Linked DNA regions of Mus musculus: region 1 is linked to region 2. The links are chromatin contacts, called in public HiChIP or PLAC-seq maps. All regions are on one chromosome and are shown on one strand. Each heading gives the region's core, a stretch centred on a gene start, on an enhancer-like site or on the middle of the called end of the contact. The rest is flanking DNA. Distances are from core to core; before and after follow the strand shown. Region 1 overlaps Cdkal1 (CDK5 regulatory subunit associated protein 1-like 1). Region 2 holds the start of 2610307P16Rik (RIKEN cDNA 2610307P16 gene).

Evidence for each region. HiChIP or PLAC-seq counts read pairs in DNA pulled down with a chosen protein or histone mark.
Region 1: a contact with region 2 is called in an H3K27ac HiChIP or PLAC-seq map of large pre-B cells, with 10 times the contacts expected there. The contact joins the enhancer-like site here to the promoter of 2610307P16Rik in region 2. A contact is called at or near these places in 2 of 15 datasets of contacts at CTCF or cohesin (the NIH/3T3 cell line and large pre-B cells), 14 of 484 Hi-C or Micro-C datasets (B cells, Sertoli cells, adipose-derived mesenchymal stem cells and 8 more), 9 of 115 datasets of contacts at active chromatin or transcription factors (astrocytes, craniofacial prominence, embryonic forebrain and 6 more) and 1 of 9 other capture datasets (embryonic stem cells).

Annotation. Positions count from the first base shown.
Region 1 is chr13:29,829,235-29,835,708 of GRCm38.p6, forward strand. All of the region lies in intron 4 of Cdkal1 (CDK5 regulatory subunit associated protein 1-like 1), which reads right to left. Among named protein-coding and RNA genes, the nearest start is that of Cdkal1, 23 kb to the right of the region's middle. Within about 2 kb of position 4,702, at least 8 of the 459 cell types and tissues checked have an H3K27ac peak or open chromatin away from gene starts, as enhancers often do.
Region 2 is chr13:28,884,145-28,891,175 of GRCm38.p6, forward strand. 2610307P16Rik (RIKEN cDNA 2610307P16 gene) reads right to left here and starts at 1,278. Exons shown (of 8, transcript NR_045054.1): 1 at 1,000-1,278. Gm34639 (a long non-coding RNA gene) reads right to left here. Exons shown (of 5, transcript XR_382148.2): 5 at 5,410-6,482.

The DNA of each region.
Region 1 (6,474 bases), core at 3,452-5,951, 950 kb after region 2:
TGTCATGGGTGGTTTTTAACCAATAAAATCAAAAACAAAACGGTATGCACGGAAGGAAAGTCCTCTCAGCCCAGACTTACACCTGCTCCAGAGCTCACTGCATTGGCTTTGTCAACAAAGACTGTGATATGAGCAGAAATAAAAGTATGGAACTACCATAACACAACTGAAATGTGACTGTCCTACAGAGCATGTGTATACGTTTTTAAAATATTAACTTTACCTAAAATAAATAAATCTAAAAACAAGGAAATTACTTTTGTTACCAATGCAAAACATGTGACTCGCAACAGCAGGAGAATGAACCTCATTACAAATGCAGCAGTACAGGCCCATGTGTATGATAAATAAAGTATTAGAAAGCACTCAACATTTCTATGTAAACTGCGTCTGAAGGATTATTATGGAACGCACACACTGGCTGAACTTAGAGTGTTCAGGTTTTAAACATTAATTTACTTTGACTATGTGCATGTCAGAATGAAAGATTGCTGTCTGGATTCAGACATGCCATATTAATATTGAACACAGGCATTCACTTCAGGTCAGTAGTCACTCCGAGTCGGCTTCAGCAGGTGGTAAGAGTAATGCACTCATTAAAATGGATGTGGTACAAGGTTATCTCCCCCAAACAGCTCTCAAATAGAGGTAGCCTTGAAACTCGAGCATTAGATATGCTAGAACCAACCTCTAATTGTCACAAGTATAGAGAAAATTGAACTTACTCTTGCCACCTAATAACCAATAAATTTAGTTGCTTTCATCAGTATCTTCGGAGAAGTCAGAGAAATAAATTGTTGGACGCCAACCTGGCTTCTGCCAACACAGTTAAGTGCTAGTGAGCTAACCTGCACAGACTCAGACTTCCTTCTAGACCTTGAATACACGAAAGAAACGTGTTCTCAGTTTGAAGACCTTAGCCTATTTCTCAATTAACTGGTATTTTATTCCTTTCATTTGTATTAACTCCATTCAAATTAATTTTCCCATTTGCAACATAATAAATTTCAATTCTCCAGAATAAGGGTAAAATGTTCAAAATAGGAGGCCTGACTTATACCAAAGATGATTTTCCCCCCAAAATAAAATTACTTCTGATCTTCATTATCCACAACTGTATGAATAACTACCCAGTTCCCATGCTTTTTTTTAAAGTTGCTTTTCAATGTCAAGAATAAATCTTTTTCCTGTTTTATATATACTAGACCTAAACTTAAACAGCTAAGCCTTTCATCTTCTCACTTTAAAAAGCACCTAATTAGTTTACCACTACCAGATAATCCACTTCATTTTAAAAACATTAAAGCAAATATAAGCCACTGTCTTTATAGACCATTTATGCACACGAAAAGTCATCAATCCATTTTGTACATAAGAGCAGACAGAGTCTGTAAATTTGTAATTAATCATTCCACATTGCTTCATTTCCTCATTATCTACCCACTGACCAGATAAGCAAGCAAGAGAGAAGGGCAGGTGGACAGAGAGAAGGGAAATAGAAGTCTTCTTGCAAGGGTGAGGGCAGATCTGTCTCCTTGGTTGAATACACAGCATAACAGGCCTGTGATGCACATATATCTAGTGAATAAATGAATCTATAAAGAGTCTGAGCACACTGGACGTCATGTGTTCATCTTATTTATGAATAACTTGTGGTTTGGGAAGATAAGATGGTGTCACTAAGGCCACAGGGTAAGTTGGCCATTCCTGCACAATCTAACACTATGTTTGTGCATTTCCCCCCTCTCACCTACATACGTATTTAAGTTCAATATATCACTCTTTCTAGAACTTGAGCCACATAAAAACAGCTGTGGCTGAAGAATGTATTTGGTGGTTAGTTTTACATTCAGAAAGAAAAAAAAAAATGTCCACACTGAAAACCATCAGGAGGATTAAAACATCAGAGTCCCAAGCCAAACAATCTGGTGGCTGGCGGTAAACACTCATTACTGTGACACACAGGGATTGATCAGGTGGTCCATGACTGTACCAATAATAAAACCTAACTCACTAGAAATGTTCCTGACCAGAGCAAAAGCATTTGCTTGGCCGGTACAGAAGGAATGACAAGTCTGAAAGAAATGCCCAACACTGGCCAGACGCCACAAGGAGTAAGTACAGAAGATGAAAAGAAGCAACAGAGAAAAGTAACGAAGAACTATGTGCCTTTTTACTGAGTCACTGTGAGCATGAAGTCTAGCCTTACACAGCCCATGAATCACAACATCTGAAAAGGACTACAAAGCCATTTTACTTGTTTGTTCAAAGAAAGGGTCTCAAAAACTTAAGAGCTAACTACAAACTACAAACACGCTAAACTGCATTTGCTCAGGCATTATACCAAGTCATTCCTTGTCCTGTACCTAACAACAAACAAGAAGAGCACAAAAAGAAGAAGAAAACACTTATATAACAAGCTCTGTTTGCTCCCCATTAAATGGCATGAATATTAATATAAGCCATTAAAATCCTAATCAAGTGCTTATTGTAAGGAAAAGTATGGTCTGTGCTGGGAACACAAAAGAAGAAGACTGGCCCTTACTCGGGCTCGTCCTAGTAAGAAGCAAAGCATAAACAAGGGCAGTGTGGTCTAGGAGTGGGAAAGAGAGGATGGAGGCCACAGCGCTGCTAAGGAATGACCTGACTGGGGTCTGCGTGGGCCAGGGCAGGCGAGGGAAGAAGAAGATTCCAATAGAGCTTCACACTTGACAGTTCTAATCAAGTGCTTCACCTCAGGCAAAGTTACACACTGCGTGGGAAGAGCCATCACCGGGCCTCTCACTTCTGCCATAGTCAACATGATTCATTTGTGAGAATTAAAAACCTGAGAAAAGATGAGGAAGCTCACTGACTACCAACCATTTTTGGAACAAGACCCCCATATCCTCTGACACCTAATCCCACATTTCTCATCTGACTCACTGACTACCCAAAGAAGCCATCAGAGTTTGCCTCACTTCCTAATGCACACTCACCACAGACAAAGATACACAGGAGTGAAACACATACAACTAAAAGACATCTAAATACGTCCAAACCGATTAAATACGTGTCTGATTCAAATTTCATTAGTATTGCGAGTACATGTAAAGTACTGGAATTTAAAACATCATAGATGGGAAGTTTCTTCATTAAAGCATAATAGCTAATGCCTGGCAGTCATTTACTAGTCATTACAGCAACCATCCTCAACATGAAGAATCACAGGTCTAGAGAAGCCGGCGTCATTGTTATGACAGCATTCCCCAGGTTTTATCAGTGTCTAAATTTATCAGCATCCTTAAGAGTAATAGTTAATCAAAGGCTAGAGAAGAAACAGTTTTAAGACAGAACTAAAGTAGTTACTGTCCCTACCATATAAAAGGCTAAATATAAGGAGGAAATACCCTAAGTATATTTTCTATAATAAAGATAAAAATATTCTGTTGACAAAATAAAAAATTGTATATAAGGTCTATAAATTTCCCCTATGGAATTTTCACTGTAACAGATCTAAATATTTAAACTTTGATCAGATTTGCCCTTTCTCTACATAAAGTCCTCAATTTCTCCACCATATATTGTGCAATATTTAAGTACATGACTCTCCAGTTAAGGAATAGAAACATAGGTATAATCAAGGTGCTAGCTTCTTTAGAACTGCCTGTGATACCTACTTTTCTGTCTTGTGATACTTTCTCACTGACATTAAAATAATATCAAAAGATGTTCATAAGCCTTTGCTTAATACAGCCAATGACCCGACTCCCTTTCTTAATTATGAGCTGGCGGTAGTAAGAGTACTTACTATTTGCAATGAATGTTCAGACATAACTGTCTTATTAAAATTATGTCTATCTTATAATTTCTTCCATTACTAATGCATGCTTAAAGAAATTGATTCTGAGATACATTTTTCTTGTCCTCTGCCAGGCCTTGACACAGACTAGTATAAATGGTAGTGGGCACTAACAAGCAGATTCAAGCAACAGGGATGATGGAAATTAAAAAGCTAGAACATATTAACATATCTATGCCACACAGAAGGGTCACGAGGTAAGACCATCAGCATAAATTAACACATTATTATGAGACAGCTACAGAAGCAAGCCAGGCAAGAATCTGCACAGCACATCTTTTAATCACAACAAATATATAATGTTGTTTGATTGGATTACTTGAGGAAATGTTGCCAGTCTACTACCACCTTTGATAACTTCCACTCCTACCCTGAGATACAAACTTGAATCCAGACAGCCTGGGCATAGGGCTTGAGATGGGTGGAAGAAATTTGTAAACACATGTTTTAAACATTAGCTGATATTGTCCATTTGTCTAGGAATAAAGGTTTAAAAAAAAAAAAAACAGTGCATTTTGTTGTTGTTGTTTTCTATTTTCCCTACAAGAGTCATGCAGGAACTACCCTTTGTTATCTACCAAGTCCACAGAGTTTCCCATCTCCAAGAAGAGAGGAATGAGCTAGAGTCACCCTAAGGACAGCACTGCTCATGCAGCAGGCAGGCAGGCAGTCCCAAGCAAGTCCTCCAAAGCAGCCACCTCAGAATGCAACCCCTTAACTTCTCAGACTGTTCTCCACTCACAAGGCCACTGTCAAATCCTAGAGAACGTCGAGATGGCTGTCAGTCAGTGCCCACTGGAGCTGCTGCTGAGGAACCAACCTCTCCCTTAACCGCGCACTGCTAAGCAATTCAGGCACATCACATGTGCATCACATTACTGGCATCAACAGAGGCGGCAAGAAGAGTGAAGATTCACAGGGACTGTACATCTGTCACCATGAGCATAAAAACAAACGTCTCGCTGCAGAGGCGTTGTCACTCCTGAAACTACACACAGGTGGTGAGTGAGACTGTCCTGTCAGGGAGGTAAGAATGGGGTCTAATGGAATAAGGTGCAAAAATCTTCATTTTTAAGGCATACTAACCTTTTTGTAAAAAAGTAATTTGGGGAGAAATACATAAAAGCTGAAACATAAAATTGATGCAGATTCAAAACAATTTCCCCACTCCAATAAAGGGCAGTAAAGGACAACCCGAAAGGTCCTGTACTTCTGACCTTGGTCCCAAAACAAGGGCCACTCATCTCACAAAAAAGCTGGATAAGTAGTCTGTGCTTTCTTACTTCCAGTAAAAATCCCTGGCAAGTGTACAAGCGGGAAACAGCCACAGATACCTTTGACTGGACATAAGACCGTCCTACTTGTACCATCACACTTGGGTCACCTTTGAGTATCTGCGGCTGGCGAAACGGCTCAGCATTTAAAAGCATACACTGCTCTTGCAGGGAACCTGGGCTGGGGTCCCAGCATTCACATCAGGCAGGTTCATAACTCCAGCTCCAGGGTATCTGATGCCTTTGACATCTGCAGTCACCAGCACACATGTTGTGCACAGACTGACACGATACACACACTCACATGTGCATACACCTACACACAATTAAATATAAAATAAATCTTTTTTCAAGATGACTTCGGAAGGGGTTCAACTGCATGATGATGGATACAAACACATGCTGCTGTTGAAAGCAGCCTGCCATCAAGCCAGAGGCACATTATCTAATTTTGTATTTCTCACCTAGAAAAGCTATTCATAGACCCTAGATTCTCCTTCTATCACATTACAGCCAGAGGACACAGAAACAGTGAAAGGTTTTACTAAATTTTCAAAAGTCCTGTTAATATAAAATGACTTTCCAAAATGGATAAGCCAGAGTGGTGTGACCTGAAAGCCACACAAATTGTTTATTTATGCCTGCTATGTTTTAATCACTGGACTGGTTTAGAGACTTCAAAAAATTAATGGTTTTGGCTATACAACAGCAACTATGTCTCCTATGAAACATTAGCTGTCACATTAAGACAAGGTTTTATCATTAATTATATTGGATTATATAGTTTATATCTACAACATGATTGTTAAATAACCAAATTTCCAAACCATTTCAAAATAAAAATGAAATCAGGTCCCAGCAAGCCTTACATGAATTAAGGATCCATTTACAAAACAGAAAATTAAATGTAAAAAATATAACCTCAATTTAAGACATTTGCAGATAAGACATCCAACACTTTTTTTTCCCATCCAAAAAAAAAAAAAAAAAAAAAAGCAAATGAAAATGCTAACGCAGGTCAATAGTGCCATCTTTTGGGTTGCTCTGTAATTGCACGAAGGCGTCCAGAAACACCTTGAATGCATACGAGGAAGGCACAGCAGATGAGGCAAGTCAAGCTATCAGTCTTTAACTTACATAACTTACATTCAATCAATGTATTAACTACACACTCTTTTTTTTTTTTTTTAGATTTATTTATTGGTTATATGTAAGTACACTGTAGCTGACTTCAGACACTCCAGAAGAGGGAGTCAGATCTCGTTACGGATAGTTGTGAGCCACCATGTGGTTGCTGGGATTTGAACTTTGGACCTTCGGAAGAGCAGTCGGGTGCTCTTACCCACTGAGCCATCTCAC
Region 2 (7,031 bases), core at 28-2,527:
TGAGCAAGAACCAATGCAGAAGCATTCCGAAGTTAGGGGACTTGGGAAACAAAGTTAGGAAGCCGCCCTTCACCGCTATCTGGAGGGAACCTCGCTGCTTCCCCGCTGAACAGAGACGAAAAGCCGCCGCTCTTTTGGGCGGGTGTGGCCGATAGAAACAAAAGGTTAAAACACAAAAGGCGGGGCGGAGGGCTAGGTCAGGGGAGCTCGGCAGGCTCGTGGTTCCCTTCCTATTCAGACTGGCTGAGATAGGCCCGGGGGTCGCCAACACCTAAGAGAGGATGGATCCCGACGAGGACAGCAATAGGTCATTCTGGGTGGGTCATTAAACTGAACCAAACCACGGAGGTGAGGGGAGCGGACTCTTAACTAATGGTCCAGGCCCCATCAGCTTCATCTGCGCAGCTCTTGACAGTCTGGAACCTGTGGCTTCCTCAACTGGACCCCAGCCCCCAAAAACTTCCCGGACTCCTATTAATTTGCTGGAACTCCCTTACCACCCAAACCCTGTCTACATTCTATTGTTGCACGCTTCGTGTCTCCAGAGCGCTCCAGAGACAGTGAAGTTTGAAAACGCGTGAGGAAATGACCCCCACCTCTGCATCTTTCTTTTTTTGTGACCAAAGTCAGAGCTTATGTGTGGGTGAGCCTGATCTAATTCCCATTCTTATCAGAACGTTTTCCTCCAATCTACACACAACCGGGGAAAAGCGAGGCAGTATCCAGTTTGGATGCCCTTCTTCTTAGCCCCTCACCACCCCTAAAGAAGAAGCACAAGAGATGAAGGCGTTTAAAATAAACAAAACAATCTGTGCGAGAGTTTAAAAGAACAAAAGAAAAGGAGAACCGGGAAAAGAGATACAATTAAAAAATAATAATAAAAGACAAGAAACAGAAAGAAACAGTCAAACTTGGCTGCTAGATCTATGACTTTGCCCTCGGAAGGGCTGGGAGCAGGGGGACCTGAGGGAAGCAGGACAAACAGGACAAGTCACTCACCTTCTCCCTCCACTTCGTCGCACTTTGAAGGGACATTGTTTCCATTGTTGCAGCCTGCGAGGCGCTAGGATACTTTTGCGCAGCCTGACAGCGGAGAAAGTCGCGTTGACAAAGTTGCGAGAAAGAGATACTCGGGCGTCCAGGGAGCTGGAGAAGGAGTTCATCAGAGTTTCCCCTTTTGTTCCAAGTCCCAGAGCAGACAAAGAGGCGGAGAGCCGCGGCAGGTTTCTCCCTCTCACCCCTTCCTCCTCTCTCCCTCCCCTCCCTCCCCGCCCCCTCCCTCTCCCCGCATCTCCCGCCCGACTCTAAGCCTTGGTGCGCAGCTCCGGCTGCTCTGTCCCCAAGACCAGCAACTCAGTCCCGACCCTCTCTCCTTCCATCTCCCCGAAAACTTTGCCCAGAAGATGCGGGTCTTGGTCCCTTCTCACACCCTTTGAACACCCAGCTTCCAGTCCGCGCTCTCACGCCCGGGGAAATCTCCAAACTCATTGTTTCCGGGAGATGCACCTCTTTGTTTGCACTTTCCCTGCCAATCAGGGAGAGGAGCGGTTCACTTTGGCAATGAGTTTCTGCCATTTCTCAGCATCCCAAGAGATGTAATATGAAGGAGCCAGTCAACCCTTTAAGGTAAGAGGTACAATCATAGGTAGGGCTCACAGATGCCTCTCCATCCATGACCCTCCATCCTATGTACCCTCTTCCAACCAACAGCCTGGAAGAATTCAAAGAAGTTCTAAGTGATGGAAAAGTCTCTTCTCCCTCCCTCATCAGTGCCCACACAGGACCCTAGGGGAAAACCCTCAAATCTGCATGGCAGAGGCCACTAAGTATCCCACAGGGACCTACACCTTGCCCTTGTAGGTTACCTGTTGCTGCTGGTACTATGCCACTCATGGGGGGTGGGGGGGGGCCTGAACAGAGACCACCGGCTCAAACCTCAGAGAACTTCCTCTTATCTCCAACTATATTAACAAGACTCTCAGGTTAACATGGCTCCTTCCCAAACCTACTGTTCCTTCCTAGTTCCCTTCCTTTCACAGCTACAGGGTCTTCCTCCTTCACTTCTAACTCCCCATCCTCTTCCCTCCCCCACCTTCTGGTCCTGGGCAAGCCAGGTGTCTTCCTTGTCTGGGAGTCTCTCAGTCTTTCTTAGAGCCTTCTGAAAATCATCCATCAGTTCCAGAACTGGGGTCCCCACTTTACACCGCAGCATTCAGCTCTCATCCCAACATGGTTTCCCCCCACCCCAGGAACTCAAAGCTGCACCAATTTCCTTTCTAGATCTCACCAGAATAGAAGAAAAGCAGGAAGGTGGGAGAAGGTAGAGGGACACGCAGCCTTTTATATTCAGTCTTCAGGGCAAAGGGGGTTTAAAAAAAAACACTCAAACATTCCAAAGCAAATATTCAACCTCCTGCTGGTGTCCACGCACCTTATATACTCTTTCTCCAAATCTAGACAGGGAAGACCCAATGAGTTGTTAAATGTGAGGGTAAAGAGATGGGGTGAAAGGGGGCATAGGGAGCTGTATTCCTGGCTAGGATTAAAGATGCGAAGAGGGGGTAGGAAGGGAACCTTGCTGGGTCTGGAATGTCATGGGTGTGGATCATAACAAGCACCCTTCCAGTGCTTGCCAAGTCTCTCCCCTAGGGGAGAACAAAGACTCTGTGAGAGGGCTTCCGTTCTGATCTCCTGGGGTCTGCACTGGGCCCAGTGTTCCTCTGTCAGACTGCCAGAGCGCGCACTCCGCTAGCTGTCTGAAACTTTGTAACCAACTTCCTCCGAATTAGCGCTCAAGGTTTGCTGGCCCAAAGAAACCTAGACAATAACATCCCAGAAACAGAGATGCGCTCTCCAAGGTCGGTCCTCCAACCTTGCTAGGTGCCGGTTCCCACCCGAATGCTGGACTGCCCTCTGCCAAAAGGCAAGCAGAGCACACTCAATCCATTAGTTCCTTTAAAAGCAGTTTCTTAAGTTGAGGACCCTGCTGGGTCTGGAATGTCGGGGGGGGGGGGGGGGGACAGAGTTAGGTAGAAGCAACTACTGGAAAATGTAGCAAAGTAATAAAGGATCCACAGGGAAGGGCAAGGACAATGGCTCAAGAGGCTCCAAGAGGGAGGACCAGGGAGCACTAGCAGGGCGCATACCCGCGCGGGTCCCGCCAAGATTGCACGGGTCCCGCAATCGCGCCTGGGATCCTGGCAACACGTGGCCACCAACTAGGGGTCCGCTGGGACCCTTACCTACTGGTGGCACCTACACAGTGTCCTGAAATTGCCCCTTATCTTGCGGAAGTTCAAAAGCCTCTTTTTAGGATAGGAATCTTGAATGCATCACAACCACAAAGAGGAAATATCCCCACCCACTTCTGTCTGGCACATTCTCCTCTTTGTTTAATTATGAGGATCTCCAGAATTTTGTTTTTAGGAGAAATGTACCCTCCCTCTGCAAATAAGCACTTCCTGCCCGCTCATCTTAAATATCTGCGTTAAAGGTCATGAAAAGCCCGTACAGCCGCTTCTGGAAAATACTCCCAATGTGTAGGTCGGGTCACCCTATGTAGTTTCTAACTCCTAAATAATATCCAGTTCTCCAGTTATCCTTACAGTGCACAATACTGCCAATCCTCCCTGGTGGCACACCCCCATAATCCCAATCTTTTGGATGCTGAGGATGTCAGATAACTGAATTCAAGACTATCTTGGGCTACAAAGTGAGCTCCAAAATAGCCTGGGGCTATTCTGTGATAGTGAGCCCCTGTGATGAAATTAAATAAATATATAAATAAATCGATTGATTAATTAATTAAAAAGAAAGATCAAAAAGATTCCCTGGAAATATCTCTTACTCAGGCAGCTCATGAAGGGTCTCAGGGATGGTCTTTGTCAGCACTGCTGTGTTTTAAAACATAGCTCTTGCTCTCAGTTAGAGTTACGATTGCTGCCATGAAACACGTTGCTGTTGCTGTTGTTGTTGTTGTTGTTGTCGTCGTCGTCATTGTCAAGACAGGGTCTTGTTATATATCCCTGGACTGCCTATGAAATTCACTATGTAGACCAGGTTGACTTTGTAATCACAGAGACGGACCTGCCTCTGCCTCCCAAATGTGGGAATTAAAGGAGTCTACTACCATGCCCAAGCTTGATTTAAGGCTTCTAACAATGACACTTGGCTGCATGACCCTCCCTTTTGACTTCTGTGGTCATTGCCTTCTTTGCACTCTAAGACCACTGTGGTTGGTACAGAGGGGCAAGCCACAGGTGCCAGGCAGCAAAGCCCTTCAGAGTAGGCCTTACATAGAAGATGTTAGACACACTCCAACTCCTGCACTGGGAGGTGGGACTGTGTTAAACTCTTCTAGTCTCACTGTGGTGCCCAATGTTAAGCCTTAGTTAGCCACAGCAGTCATCTCTTAGGGAGCCAACTCTGTGTTAGCTAGCTGCCTCACGTTCTCCTTTATCCCTCTCTTTCCTTCTTCTCGACCCTGCTTATTTGCATGCTCCCTTCTCTCCTGGTCCTTCTAGAGTCACATCCCAAATAGACTACAGTACCTGCTGCTAAGTCCTACCCTCACAGCTTCCTAGGGAATTCAACATAAGAAACCTTTTCATGTAGTCCTTCTAGAGGGAAGAACACATTCTGTTTGGAGACAGAAGGTAGCAGATCACATTTTCCCTAGAAGAGAATTCTGTTCAGTAATAACAAATGTTTAGGGACTGCACTTAATTAGCTATGCAATAGTTTAAGATCAGTTATATTGTGCTCACTGAGAGAGAAGTAGGAATAAATAGAATCATATATTACCTATGAGAGCTGTATACACAGGTTCATAATGGTCATATCCAGTTCCTTCCTCTAATGACAACAGTCAGCAAGGCAATCGGAAATACTAACTAGAAATCTCTCTTTTGAAAAAGGAATTCAAGGGGCTGGAGAGATGGCTCTGCAGTTAAGAGCACTGGCTGCTCTTCCAGAGGACCTGGGTTCAATTCCCAGCACCCATGTGATAGCTCACAATTGTCTGTAACTTCAGTTCCAGGGAATGCAACATACTCTCTCTCTCCCTCTCTCTCCCTCTCTCTCCCTTTCTCTCTCTCTCTCTCTCTCACACACACACACACACACACACATATTTGCATATAGGTATATATACATACATTTGTATATATGCAAAACGCCAATGCATATAAAATAAGTAAATAAATCTTTTTTAAAATTGCCTTGTTCATAAAAGAAGAAAAGTAAAGAAAATTGAATTCAAAGGAACAAAAAGGCAGAGGCAGACTGATCAAGCAAATGCCTAGCATGTACAAGGTCCTGGGTTCAGTCCTCAATGACACATTACAAAGGAGGAGGAGAAACAGAAGGAAGATGAGGAAGGGACTGAGAAGGAAGAAAAGGAGAAGGAAAAGGAAGAGGAAGACTAAGATATGGAAGATGAGGAGGGGAAGGGGATGAGGAAGAAGGAGACAAAACAGGAAGAAGTTTTTGATGGAGATTCAGACAATGGTAAAGCTAAGAGGGAGTTACGACTGTATGACTGAGACCTACAAGCCCTCAGCAAACTTCTCAGGTGCAGTAGCAGCTGTTTCCATAGCGAATGAGATAATACACAGGTCTTATTTTCATCATAGCCACCATAATAAGCAAGTCATGAAATGATCACATAATTTTAAGATTCTAATGCTGTCCCTAGCTCTGGCGTTCTCTCTATCCTATACTAGATCCTTCCACTTCTGCTTTCTGGAAGTTCTCACTCGGCACAGAACAACAATGTTGCACACCTCCTTTGAGTGAAGTGAGTTTCTTGGATTTGGCATGTGGGTGGGAGCGTGGGTGTGCACGAGCATGTGCACACACTCGAAAGCATACACACCATGGTGCTCATGTGGAGATGAGAAAACAGTGAGGAGATGGTGTTTGCCTTCCACCATGCTTTAAGGCAGAGTCTCTCCTGTTTCTGCCCAAGTTCATCTTTGAAAACGTACACAAAGCTCAAATAAATGTTTTAACCATTTTCTAGCTGGGCATCAGATTCAATGTTATATGTTGGGCTGGATGAATTCTTTCACTTTTATGGGAGTGTGTTGGGGAGCATATGTGTACCATGGTGTGCTTATGGAGGTCAGAGGAGAATCTGCAGGAGCCCATTGTTTCTACCACGTGGGACCCTAGGATCTAACTCAGGCCGCCAGACTTCCAATCAAGCATCTTTACACAGGGAACAAAGTCTAAACTTGGTTTTCTTTTAGACCATTATCACTATTTCATTTTATTCCTATGGATGTTTTGCCTGTATGTATGTCTGTGTACCATGAGCATGCCTGGTACCCAGAGAGACGAGAAGAGGACAGGACCCATTGTGAGCCACCATTTGGGGTTAGAAATCAAACCCAGGTCCTCTGGAAGAGCAGCCAGTGCTCTTACCTGCTGAGTCATCTCTCCAGTCCCTCAGTTGTTTTCTTTATGAGTTGATGATAGTGCTGTTCAAGAAAGAAAGAAGACAGAGGCGGGAGGGAATGAGAGAGAGAAAATACCAATTACTAAAATACAGGCAGGACCTTACAATGTATGATATACTTCATTTTTACAACAGCCCAAAGAAATCAAGAATCAGGTGTTCTCAGTTTTTATTATTGACTTATAGACTTGGGGGCCCCTTTTAAACAATACTGTGGGCTCAGTACATCTTTATCTTAGCAAGTCTTTGTTTAGTTGGGGCAGTGGTTCTCAACCTTCTGCTTTGACCCTTCAATATAATTCCTCATGCTGTGGTGACCCCAACCACAAAATTATTGTCCTTGCTACTTCATAACTGTGATTTTGCTATTGTTATGAATCATAATGTAAATATCTTATATGCCACCCTCTTGAAAGGGTCATTTGTCCCTGAAAGATGTAATGACCCACAGATTAAGAAGCACTGAGTTAGGGTCTCCCATAAACCACACTGATCTCCAACTCCATATGTCCCCAAGACTGGCCTTGAACCCCTGACCTTCTGGAATCCACCTGGAGGAGATTAGAGGCAT